2 separate regions of the Mus musculus genome follow, and region 2 is linked to region 1. The links are chromatin contacts, called in public promoter capture Hi-C maps. All regions are on one chromosome and are shown on one strand. Each heading gives the region's core, a stretch centred on a gene start, on an enhancer-like site or on the middle of the called end of the contact. The rest is flanking DNA. Distances are from core to core; before and after follow the strand shown. Region 1 holds the start of Wdcp (WD repeat and coiled coil containing). Region 2 holds the start of Ldah (lipid droplet associated hydrolase).

What was found. Promoter capture Hi-C pulls out the DNA fragments that hold promoters and counts their contacts.
Region 2: a contact with region 1 is called in a promoter capture Hi-C map of pre-B cells. The contact joins the promoter of Ldah here to the promoter of Wdcp in region 1. A contact is called at or near these places in 2 of 39 promoter capture datasets (cranial neural crest and pre-B cells).

What each region holds. Positions count from the first base shown.
Region 1 is chr12:4,840,167-4,845,655 of GRCm38.p6, reverse strand. It overlaps Wdcp (WD repeat and coiled coil containing), which reads right to left and starts at 2,353. Exons shown (of 4, transcript NM_001170858.1): 1 at 2,205-2,353. Fkbp1b (FK506 binding protein 1b) reads left to right here and starts at 4,083. Exons shown (of 4, transcript NM_016863.4): 1 at 4,083-4,257. The coding sequence starts at 4,221.
Region 2 is chr12:8,206,105-8,211,593 of GRCm38.p6, reverse strand. It overlaps Ldah (lipid droplet associated hydrolase), which reads right to left and starts at 3,468. Exons shown (of 7, transcript NM_001364261.1): 1 at 3,390-3,468. It overlaps Gm33037 (a long non-coding RNA gene), which reads left to right and starts at 3,461. Exons shown (of 4, transcript XR_381233.4): 1 at 3,461-3,566.

The DNA of each region.
Region 1 (5,489 bases), core at 1,104-3,603:
TCACAACCACCCGTAATGAGATCTGACTCCCTCTTCTGGAGTGTCTGAAGACAGTTACAGTGTACTCACATGTAATAAATAAATAAATAAATAAATAAATAAATAGTGTTTGCCATAAAACCTGAGGTCAGTCTCAGAATCCCACAAAGTTAAGGGAAAGAACAAACTCACAAAAGCTGTCCTGCGACTTCCACAGATCTGCTGTAGTATGTGTGCCCCACCTCAGAAAAAACAAACCAAGCCCGGTGTGGTGGCGCACACCTTTAATCCCAGCACACGGGAGGCAGAGGCAGGCGGATTTCTGAGTTCGAGGCCAGCCTGGTCTACAGAGTGAGTTCCAGGACAGCCAGGGCTACACAGAGAAACCCTGTCTCGAAAAACAAAAAAAAAAAGGCAAGGGCTGGAGAGATGGCTCAGCAGTTAAGAGCGCTGACTGCTCTTCCCGAGGTCCTGAATTCAAATTCCAGCATCCACATGGTGGCTCGCAACCATCTGTAATGGGATCTGATGCCCTCATAACCATCTGTAATGAGATCTGATGCCCTCTTCTGGTGTGTCTGAAGACAGCTGTACTTAAATTAATTAATTAAATCAATCAATCAATCAATCTTTGGGACAAAGCAAACCAGGCCAGCAATCAATCAATCTTTGGGACAAAGCAAACCAGGCCAGAGCAAGAAGGGGAAAAAAAGGAGCCAGGCGGTGATGGTGCATTCTTTTAATCCCTGTACCGGAAAGGCAGAGGCAGACAGATCTCAAGGCCAACCTGATCTATAGAGTGAGTTCCAAGACAGCCAAGATTACACAGAGAAACCCCGTGTGTGTGTGGGGTGGGGTGGGGTCGGGGGGGAGGTTGGACAGATAAACAAAAACCCCAAACCAAATGGAAAAAGAAAAAGGATAAAATAAAAAAGAGAGAGGAAACAAAGTGTGCAGCTGTTTTCCCAGAGGAAGACGAGGTGCTGGATGCCAGAGGCGCTTCTCTAAGACAGAAAGACTGCGCTCACAGAATGTGAAGACTGAAAAATACTTGAGGGACAGCATGCAAAATTTTAGCTTGAGAAAGAGTTGAACCATTAGTCAGAGATGCAGAAGGCAGGCATGCTTTGAAGATGAGAAAGGTGTGTAGTATGTAAGGTATTTATTTTTCATACAGACCCTCACGTAGCCCAGACAGGCCTAGAGCTTCCTGTTCTCCTGCCTGCACTTCCTGAGTATTGAGAATAATACCGGTCCAGTTTATGCGGTGCAGGGGATGGAACCCAGAACCCTCTGTATGCTAGGCAAACACTCCACCGACTGAGATACTGCAAGCTGTGACAAAATTTAGTATTAGATGAGTTTTATGTAGTGGTATTAAACGTGTTTCATGAAGGTGCCTGTAAGGTAGCAGTAGATGTACCTTAGGCAGTCACAGGGAAGGATTTGGGAGTCACTGATGTAAGGTTAGTAAAGCCAAAGCAAGTAAGGATCTTATCATTTAACAAAACAAAACCTGAAAGCCAGTCAACATAGCCCAGCAGTTATCAGGGGCTTGTACACAAGCCTTATTTATACCTGAGTCCAACCCCTGGACCCCACAAAGTGGCAGGAGAGAACCAACTCACAAAAGTTGTCCTATGACTTCCAGCTATGCACCAAAGCAAGTGCACGTGCGTGCGCAAACGCTGAGGCGGGCGCGCGGGCGCAGGCACACACACACACACACACACACACACACTGCCTCGAGTCCAGCTAGGTCTAGGCTAGCACTGATTGCAAAATGACACCCAGTCTCAAAAAGACCAAACCAGATAAAAACCAAACCAAAACCAAAACTCCCCATCTAGCTTCCCAGAAGGATGAGAGACGTGAGACAGAGATACTGGCAACAGCTTAACTGATCATCCCGTTAGAGCCTCCTGGAATTAACCAAAAGCTCGGCTATTATCATTTGTAATTTAAACCAAGTTCTTAGTTCGGTTTGTTCAAACATCTCAAAGTTCGTAGGCGACTTTAACTTACTACAAACAAGGCTATATTCCTTAAGCTCTATTACCAGAAGTATCACTCGTGTATCCCAAGGGCACTTGTTAAAACCCACACCGTGAGCTTGCTTCTACTGCAGCCTGGTCCTCTTCCAACTCTCCCTCAACTTCTCCCCACGCCTACATCCCTGGGCCTGAAGTGCCACCCACTTCACACACACACACACAACGAAATACCTTAGTCTTCTGCCTCCCCGTCCCACACGTAAAATCCCGGGGCCGCTCACGTCACAGGACCGGGAATCAGAAGTCCCGGGCACCTAACGGAAGCCTCGGCCTTTGGACCTCGGAGATGCCTCTAGACTATTGGCTATTGAGTGCGTCACGTTAGCGGCGGGTCCTTCCGATGGCCATTAAGCGCGGGCTTTGCCGCAAGTGTTTCTGGGAGTTGTAGTTCCCGCGAAATCACCGCCCGAAAATCTTCACAATACACCTCAAGTGCTTCAACCTCTTTTCCCACGCAGGTCTCAACTGTTCTCTTAGAAGTGGTTGGCAAGAGCCGGGCGTGGTGGCACACGCCTTTAATCCCAGCACTTGGGAGGCAGAGGCAGGCAGATTTCTGAGTTCTAGGCCAGCCTGGTCTACAGAGTGAGTTCCAGGACAGCCAGGGCTATACAGAGAAAAAAAAAATTGGTTGGCAAGAGGGAATCGGAATTCTACAGTCAACATGTGTAAAAAGTTAGTGTTTAGTTTAGAGGGGAGTCAAGAACTCCACATTTAAAAATCCCATAAAATATCACTCCCAAAATGTAAATACATCCGTTTACCTGAAGCCAGCCTCGTAGGCCTGCCCAAGTAGCAGATCTGTTCTACCCCGATCTCAAAGTACCTGCCCAAGGCCATAACCAGTAGGGGGGTGAGGGTCAGGGTTGGAGGGTGGGGTGTCTTAAGCTTTTTTGTTTGTTTGTTTGCCTTAAGCCCTGACGACTCTAGGGCACACACACGGGTTTTTTTCTGATCCTAACGTGCACAGTACCGTAAACCAGCTTTTCTGAGCACCAACTTTAGTCCTTGTATCCTGGCAAGCTAGTATCTGCGAGCTAGCCACTTGGAAGAGTGGAGATGGAGAAACTGAGGAAAATGCGTCAAGTTCCAGTTCTGGGCCTTTGAATAAATAGGTCCTTCTCCCATACTCACCTCCCATTGGCTCTTGTCAGAAACAAATTCAGATCTGTGCAACGGGTGTAGAAAAGATGGGGGTGGGGGGCATTTCTTAAAGTCTCCTTCAGCCTTCAAGCAAATGTTTTCTCCTCCCAATGTATCTTCCTAGGGGCCATGGACGTAACCTCTGTTAGCTTAGCGTGAGTGAACAGGCCCTGGCTTCCCTGGATTCAAGTCCCAGGACCAAGGAAGCGGAATTCGGATTGGGGAAGGACAAAAGTATCTTTTTAGATCCTGGTTTGGTTTGGGTAGAGGTAAAAGAATTCATTCATTCCTTCTATAGCATTCACCATTCAGGCTGTCGCTGTATCTTCAGCACAGAGCTGATCCTCCTTTAATTCAGTTGGAATCCCCAGGGAGCAGTCCTTTACCTTGAAAGGTGAGACCTCCAATACATATACCTGCTGTAAAACTTTGAGGAATGATGAATGTGGTCTTAAGGTGGTTGAGGAAAATTCGTCAATAATTGGTTTCTTCCCTTCGCCGGCTCTGCTCCAATAGATTCGGGAAGCCTAACCCGGGTAGGTATCAGTCTCGGGTGCTTCCGTTTTACTCTGAACCCCACGGCACTGAGCACACGTATTTAAAGAGTTAGTTTAATTACCGACTTTCTCCTAGTCTGTAGGATTGAGTGGACTCCCTGGGGCTTTGCACCCTGTAGGTGCTAAATAAATATACACTGAGTGGATAGATGTGTGGATGTGCTAGTGCCGGCACGCCTCGCTCACCCTGCCTCCCCTTTCAGCCAGTGGGTTAATGGTGGTTAGTCTGGCCAGGATCCGGAGCAGCCACGTCAGGGTCGCTTCCCTCGGGCTCCGCCCCGGCCGACCCCACCTTGTCGCACAGCTCCACCCCGCCGCCCCCTTCCCGGCGGCCCCTCCCCGCGCAGGTCCTGACTCCAGCCGCACCTCCTCCGGCTCTGCAGTGGCGGCAAGAAGGCGAGCGGGAGTGCCTGCGGGGTCCGCGCCAGAGCGGAGCCGGGGTCGGGGCAGCCGCGAGGACCCCCTTGGAGGCGGGGCCTGTGGGACCGTGATGGGCGTGGAGATCGAGACCATCTCCCCAGGAGACGGTACCGGGCGGCTGGGCCCGGGAGGAGGAGGGGTCCCGGGGCGGAGTCCGCGGGCTGGGATCTGATTCCGAGGTGGCTCCGGGGACCTGAAGCGGGGAGAGGGTCAAAGATGCGGGCGACAGGAGGAGACCTCCTTCCCCGATTCTTGTGGGTTTCAGAGGACAACGCACCATCCCATTCTGCGCCCGCTCACCTTGGGGAGTGAAGGCGGCCACCTTAGGGCAAGGGGGTTATGTCCAGCCACTGTCCTAGGCTGCGGCTGCTATCTCCTGAGCTGCAACCTCTCGATTAACCGCTGCTACTGACTTCCCAGGTTTGAATTTCTGTTCCGTTTTTCCTGTTCGGTTCCAGGGATGATCTCGCTTTGGGGGTTCCTGCTGTACAGAGAAACCCCTCCTATTGCACCACACCTCCCCGCCCCTCTTGTCTGGAGGCCCCCAGGGCTGGGCAGTGGTTAGTTGTGGAGAGAGCCAATTTGGGAGCCTGCCACTCCTTTGGCTGCTTCTGCTTCCTATTTCACCCTCCCGGTCCTACTCACCCTTCCTGGTCATCTGCCCTCTACCATGCCCTCCTCAGTCAAAACCCAGCCTTCGGACCTGCTGCTTGATCCTCCTGGGGGGTCCATGGTGCCGGGTCAGCCAGGTCAAAACAACTCGCGTTCCATAATTTGGTTCATCGCCCCACCCCACCCCCTCCTCCCAGTCTATCTATCTCTGGGTTCCCTGTCTCACCAAGTTTCCTCAACTATTTAGAAAACTGGGTGTATTCAACATATTCAAGGAGTAGCTATTTCTTAAGCAAAATTTAATCCAGACCAAAAGCCACCCCCAAGGTCCAGAGTGTTTAACAAGCAAACTTGCTGTTGGATATTATTGGCATGCTCCTTCGCAGGGAGTTAAAGGGCTTCTTGGTTACAAACCGAGGGCTTCCTGGAAGTACCCGATACTGCCCAGATCACTCCTTGCAGATACACGTTTCTTCCCAGGCCTTGTCACCCACACAGCCTCTGAGCTGTCTCCCCATCTTCGTTCTCCCCGCCTTCCATTTGACTTCCGTTCTCAGTCCCCTCATTTTTCTCACAGGTCCCCTAAAATGCAGAGCTTTAAGGGCCCCTCCCTCAGGAAGAAAATCATTAAAAGACTCTTCCCCCTACTTCTGCAAGCAGCTGCCCTCTTGGTGATTGCTAGGGCGGGAGGGATCCACACTGGCACTTCCTCTTTCGATACTTACTA
Region 2 (5,489 bases), core at 2,219-4,718, 3.4 Mb before region 1:
ATTCAACATAATTCTCATCAAATTCTAACACAATTCTTTAAAGACCCTGAAAAGGGATTTCTCAACTTCATATGGAAAAACAAGCAAGCAACCAAACAAACCAAAAAAAAAAAAAAAAACAGGATAGCTAAAACAATCCTGAATAATAAAAGAACTGCTCAAAGTATCACCATCCCTGATTTCAAGCTGTACTACAGAGCTACAGTAATAAAATCCACATGGTACTGGCATAAAAACAGACATTGATGGATGGAATGGAATTGGAGACCCAGATATAAACCCACACCTGATTTTTGGCAAAGAAGCCAAAATTATATAATGGGGGGAAAAAAAAGAAAGAAAGCATCTTCAACAAACAGTGTTGGTCAAACTGGATGTCTGCATGTAGAAAATAATGAAAAAGGAAAATCCAGCGAATAGGGATGGAGGTAAGGAAGAGATGGTCTTTCAAACAACACAGGCTAACTAGATCTCAATATGGAAACAGAGAGTGCCACATATAATTCAAAAATGAAAAGAGAACACGAAAGCTTCCAAGCAATGAGTGTTTACATTATAACATATCTTTTGATCTTTGGACAGTCAAAGGTTATTTAAACAAGAAATAGGGTACCTTAACCACAAAGGAAACAAGTTTTAAAATGCATTCTTTTGATTAAGAACTTGCATTTGTCAATAGACATGGATAGAGTATAATCAAGAGATAGGAGAGGAGGCACTCTCATATGTAGTGTTCTGGATATAAGACTGTTGTTAGAATCAGCAACATGTTTAAATCCTGAATACTACTCATGTGTCATTATGCATATTTGTGTGTGTGAATGTAGGTTTACAGTGTTCTCTGACTCTGTGATTTTTCTTCTCATTCTCTTAATCTCTGTATACTATCTATCTAAACAAATAATTACTGTTTTGTGAGGCTAGGAGTTGAGCCCAGGACTTTGTATATGTTAGGCAACTGCTCTATCACTGAGCTATGTCTTCAGCTCATATTTTTTTGGGTGTAGCATCTTACATACAAAATAGATTTCACCAACATGCACATATCCAGAATATGTAAAGAACTTCTATGAATAAGAGAGAGACAATCCAATTAAAATACAGGCAAAATACCAGAAGGGCTTTATAAAAAGAGAAGAGCCATAACCAGACAGCTAATAACCATAAGGGTTTTCTAAAAGAGTCAAAGAATATCACATGGAAACTATCATCTGGGTATGTTGGTGCATTACCATAATCCCAGAATTTGGGAGGCTGAGGCAGGAATGTTGTGAGTTTGAGACCAGCCAGGGCTACTTGGTATATAAAACTGTCTCACAAACAAACAAACAAACAAACAAACAAACAAATCCCCCAAACCACACACCAAGCTGTCGTGGTTCATGCCTATTTTTCTAGCACTGGGGAGGTAGGAGAAAGATCAGGAGTTCAAAGTCAGTATGGTTTATAGAAGATTTGTCTTAAAAAATAATACAAAACAAAAAACTCGATAAAGTGTAATGCTGATCACAAGAGACAGATTTGCAGAATCTCTCTGTCTGTCTGTCTGTCTGTCTGTCTCTCTCTCACTCACACACACACACACAATTTTAGACTAGTGCTGGGATTCTTCTACTCCAGACTATGACATCCTTGAATATCAGGTTAAGGAGTTGGGAAACCAGTAAGTAATTCTAGAATTATCTTCCAAGGAACATGCGCTGATAGCTGTTACAGTTTAAAAAAATAAAAGGTTCCGGGGGCTGGAGAGATGGCTCAGCGGTTAAGAGCACCAACTGCTCTTCCAAAGGTCCTGAGTTCAAATCTCAGCAACCACATGGTGGCTCACAACCATCTGTAATGAGATCTGATGCCCTCTTCTGGAGTGTCTGAAGATAGCTACAGTGTACTTACATATAGTAAATAAATAAATCTTTAAAAAAAAATAAATAAAAGGTTCCTAGAAAATACAAGGGATTTCATTTATTCTTGGTACATGACATACCACCATAAAACTTAATACCTGAAGATATGTTATATTCTCACAGATTGTGTGGGTTAGAAATTTATAGAGTACAGCACAGGCAGTTTTGGAACAATCCAAAGTAGAGTTAGCTAAGAAAAACTCAACAGCTGGCTTTGACTTGTTCACTGGGACAGGGGTCATCTGGAAGTACCTTTATTGATAAGCTTAACAATGAATGCTCTAAAACAAAAATAGGTTGAACACATAATCTTATATTTAATTCATATTTAATCTTTTCACATGGCCAATTTTAATAGGTTCTTGCAGTGCATGTAGGCTGCCTCCTGAGGTTGAGAACAAAGTTGCCTCACCTCTTAGGACCTCACCTCACTAGTCACATAGCATTAGCTCACAACACACTGATAAGCATATTGACCCTTTATGACACAGGCATACAATACAACGTTTCAGAAAAAGTGACCTGATATTTTGCCCATGATGATCTTAAAAGTCTCTCCTACTAACATTCCAACTTCTTCATCAAAGTAGTTTAGAAAAATGTTGAAGGCACCTGGAATGTAATAGTTTCCCAAAGTAAGAAAGAGCTTGATTAAAATATTCTTCTAAGAAGACAGCAAAGCCCAGAAAAATGTAAGAGCACACTAAAGGTCAGAAGCTACCATAAATATTATATAAGAAACAAGAGCAAGGAATTTAAAAGTAATAATTGAAAGAACAAAACTTATGGGGTGGATTATCAGCAGAGTAGTATCAACAAAGAACGAGATGAGAGAACGTGGATAGATCCACAAAATTTACAAACCTGAATTGGTGGGAAACAGTCTAAAAACTCAGCAGTAGCCCCGGGACTTGTACTACAATGACAAATGACCTAAAATTCATGCAACTAGAGTTTCAGAGAAGGCAATGTGGGGCTAAAACACACGTTTTAAGAAAGAGTATCTGGAAACTTCTCAAAATTGGGAAGGGCATAAATCTACAGATTCAAGAAGCTGAGCTTCTCAAGCTGGGGAAATGTATACTATACTATTAGAAGCCATGCATTTTGTAAAACTAAAATAAAAAAAAAAGTTAAAAGCAGTGAAACAACACATCATATGCAAGGGTAAAGGTAATTTTAATGTCAGCAGATTTCTCAGGAGAATCCACGAGGGACAGTGTCGACCACAGATGCCTGGGGAGCCCCAGCGCAGACTTGGATTTATTTCTAGAAGGCTGGCTGCCAGCGCATTGGCTTATCCTTACCCAGGGAGCCTCTGGCGACCTGGCCACAGGTCGGGCGAGTGTAGTGCCATCGCGTACCGCACGGCCTAGCGGCTGTGCACGCGGGGTGATGGCAGCTCAGTTATCCTAGCACCACCCCATGCGCAGCCCACGTGCCCTTCCTCAGACAAACCACACAGTACTGGCAGCATCACCTCACCTGCCCACTCACAAGGTATTGGGGTCGTCCGCCGACGTCTCGGCAAAGCCTCACCAGACCCGGAAGTTCCGCCTGTACTGACGTCACAGCGCCGCGCCGCGCCGGTCCCGGAAGTCGGGACCCGTAGAACGCTTTGCAAGGATCTCCCGTGTGAGAGTTTGGGTGGCAGCTTGATGGGTAGGTGGTTTATAGTCAGCGAGATTGCTGGGAGCAGCACATAGAGCGTTTCTAGCATACCACCTGAATTTTACCCGCTCTCTGTTCTTTGTCGTTTTGGTAAACGAGTTTTTCCTCTCTTTGGAGGTTCTTTCATTCCCCCCCCCCCCCCCATCTGCCCACTTTTCCTTTCTTCCACCACCAGTTGCTTTTCATTCCTGACTCATGATCACAGGAAAGTTGACTCTCAGCTGACCTTAGTGCTAGTATTCAACTTCATATAGTATTCAGTTTCATATTCAGGATAATGCGACCTTCCAGAGCTATTTCCAGCTTACTACAAACTTCAAGATAGTATCCTCAACACTTGGTACAATTGTAGGCAATCAGTGTATTTCTGTCCCCCAAAATACTGTCGCCAATATGGCAGTATTATAGCCAGAAGAAGCATGGAACTTAGAAAGAAAGAAAAAAAAAACCCATAGTAATTATCACACATGGAAAAGCTTTGCGCTTGTATCCAGCACCTCGGTGATAGTACCAACATCACTTATATTTTAACTTAAAAATCTTTTTGTATATTAGTAGCCTGGAGCCTATGGACGCTGGAAGAGGGCACTGGGTTCCCTGGGACCTGAACCACATAAGCCTATGGGTCACCATGTGGGTGCTGAGAATCAATCCTAAATCCTGTGGAAAAGGAGTTAGTGCTCATAACTACTGAACCAACATCCAACTAGCTGTGGAATGTAAACCGATAAATATCTTCATAACCCTTTTTTATCACTTCTACTTTCCACATCCAATAGGTAACATTTAATGAATATAGAAAAAGATATTCATTGTGTTAAGAGTTTTTCATGAACTAATTTTTAAACCCTTAGCATTTCAGTGTGGTCAGTATTAACAAGTGATCACTAGAGTTTGGAGATATAAATACATAAAAGTAAATGATTATGTTACGGTGACCATAGGATATGTACCAAGTGGTGTCAGTTTTATGTGTGTAAATTTCCTGCCAGTAATGCTGTTAAAGGACTACTGACATATCAAGGGCGTCTTTCTGGGTATCTGTTCCATCCTTCTTTCATCCATAGACTACATGACAGAATGCATTGGTGCAGGATTTCTTTTAATTCTTGGATATGCATCTACGATGTAGCATCTAGGTGATTTATGTTTCTGATTTCACTGAACCTGTGCCAGAAATAACTGAAGCAATTCAGACTTTATAGTTGGCCAGAGATTATTTCTGTTAACTGCAGTGTAAAATGAGGTGCGAAGAAACTGACTTTCCCACAGTTAGTTAGGAGAGCTAGGCTCAGGTTACTTGCAGCAGTTTCTGTATTCTTCATGTTTTCTCTGGGCCATCTACTTTTGGAATATACATGTTCTTACTAAGTTGTCATATTTTTGCACACAATGTTCACTTTGCTACATGGCAGACTATGACTGTTGTAGCTTATATAAGTAGCTGAATAGGATGCTCTCTGGAGGCAGAGGCTGGAAGATTTCTGCATTCAAAGTCAGCCAGGTCTACAGAGTGAGTTCTAAGGCAGCCAAGCTTAGGCAGTGAAGGAAACCATTAACGACAGAAATCTGGTGAAGATGGCTTTGAATAAGGGGCCTGGGAAGTGGAATATAGTTTGAAAGAAAATGGCTCCTATAGGTTCATAGGGAATGACAACATCAGGAAGTGTGGCCTTTTCAGAGTAGGTAGGGTTTAGTTGGAGGAAGTTCATTTCTACAGGGAGGGCTTTGAGATCTGAGAAGTTAAAAAAGGCCTGTCAGCTCACAGTTCACTTCCTGCTCCCTGTTGCTCTTGATGTAGAACTCTCAGCTACCTCTCCATTATCATGTCTGCCTGCATGTCACCATGCTTTCCACCATGATGATAAAGGACTAAATCTCTGGTCTGTAGGCCAGCTTGTCTTGGTAAGGGTT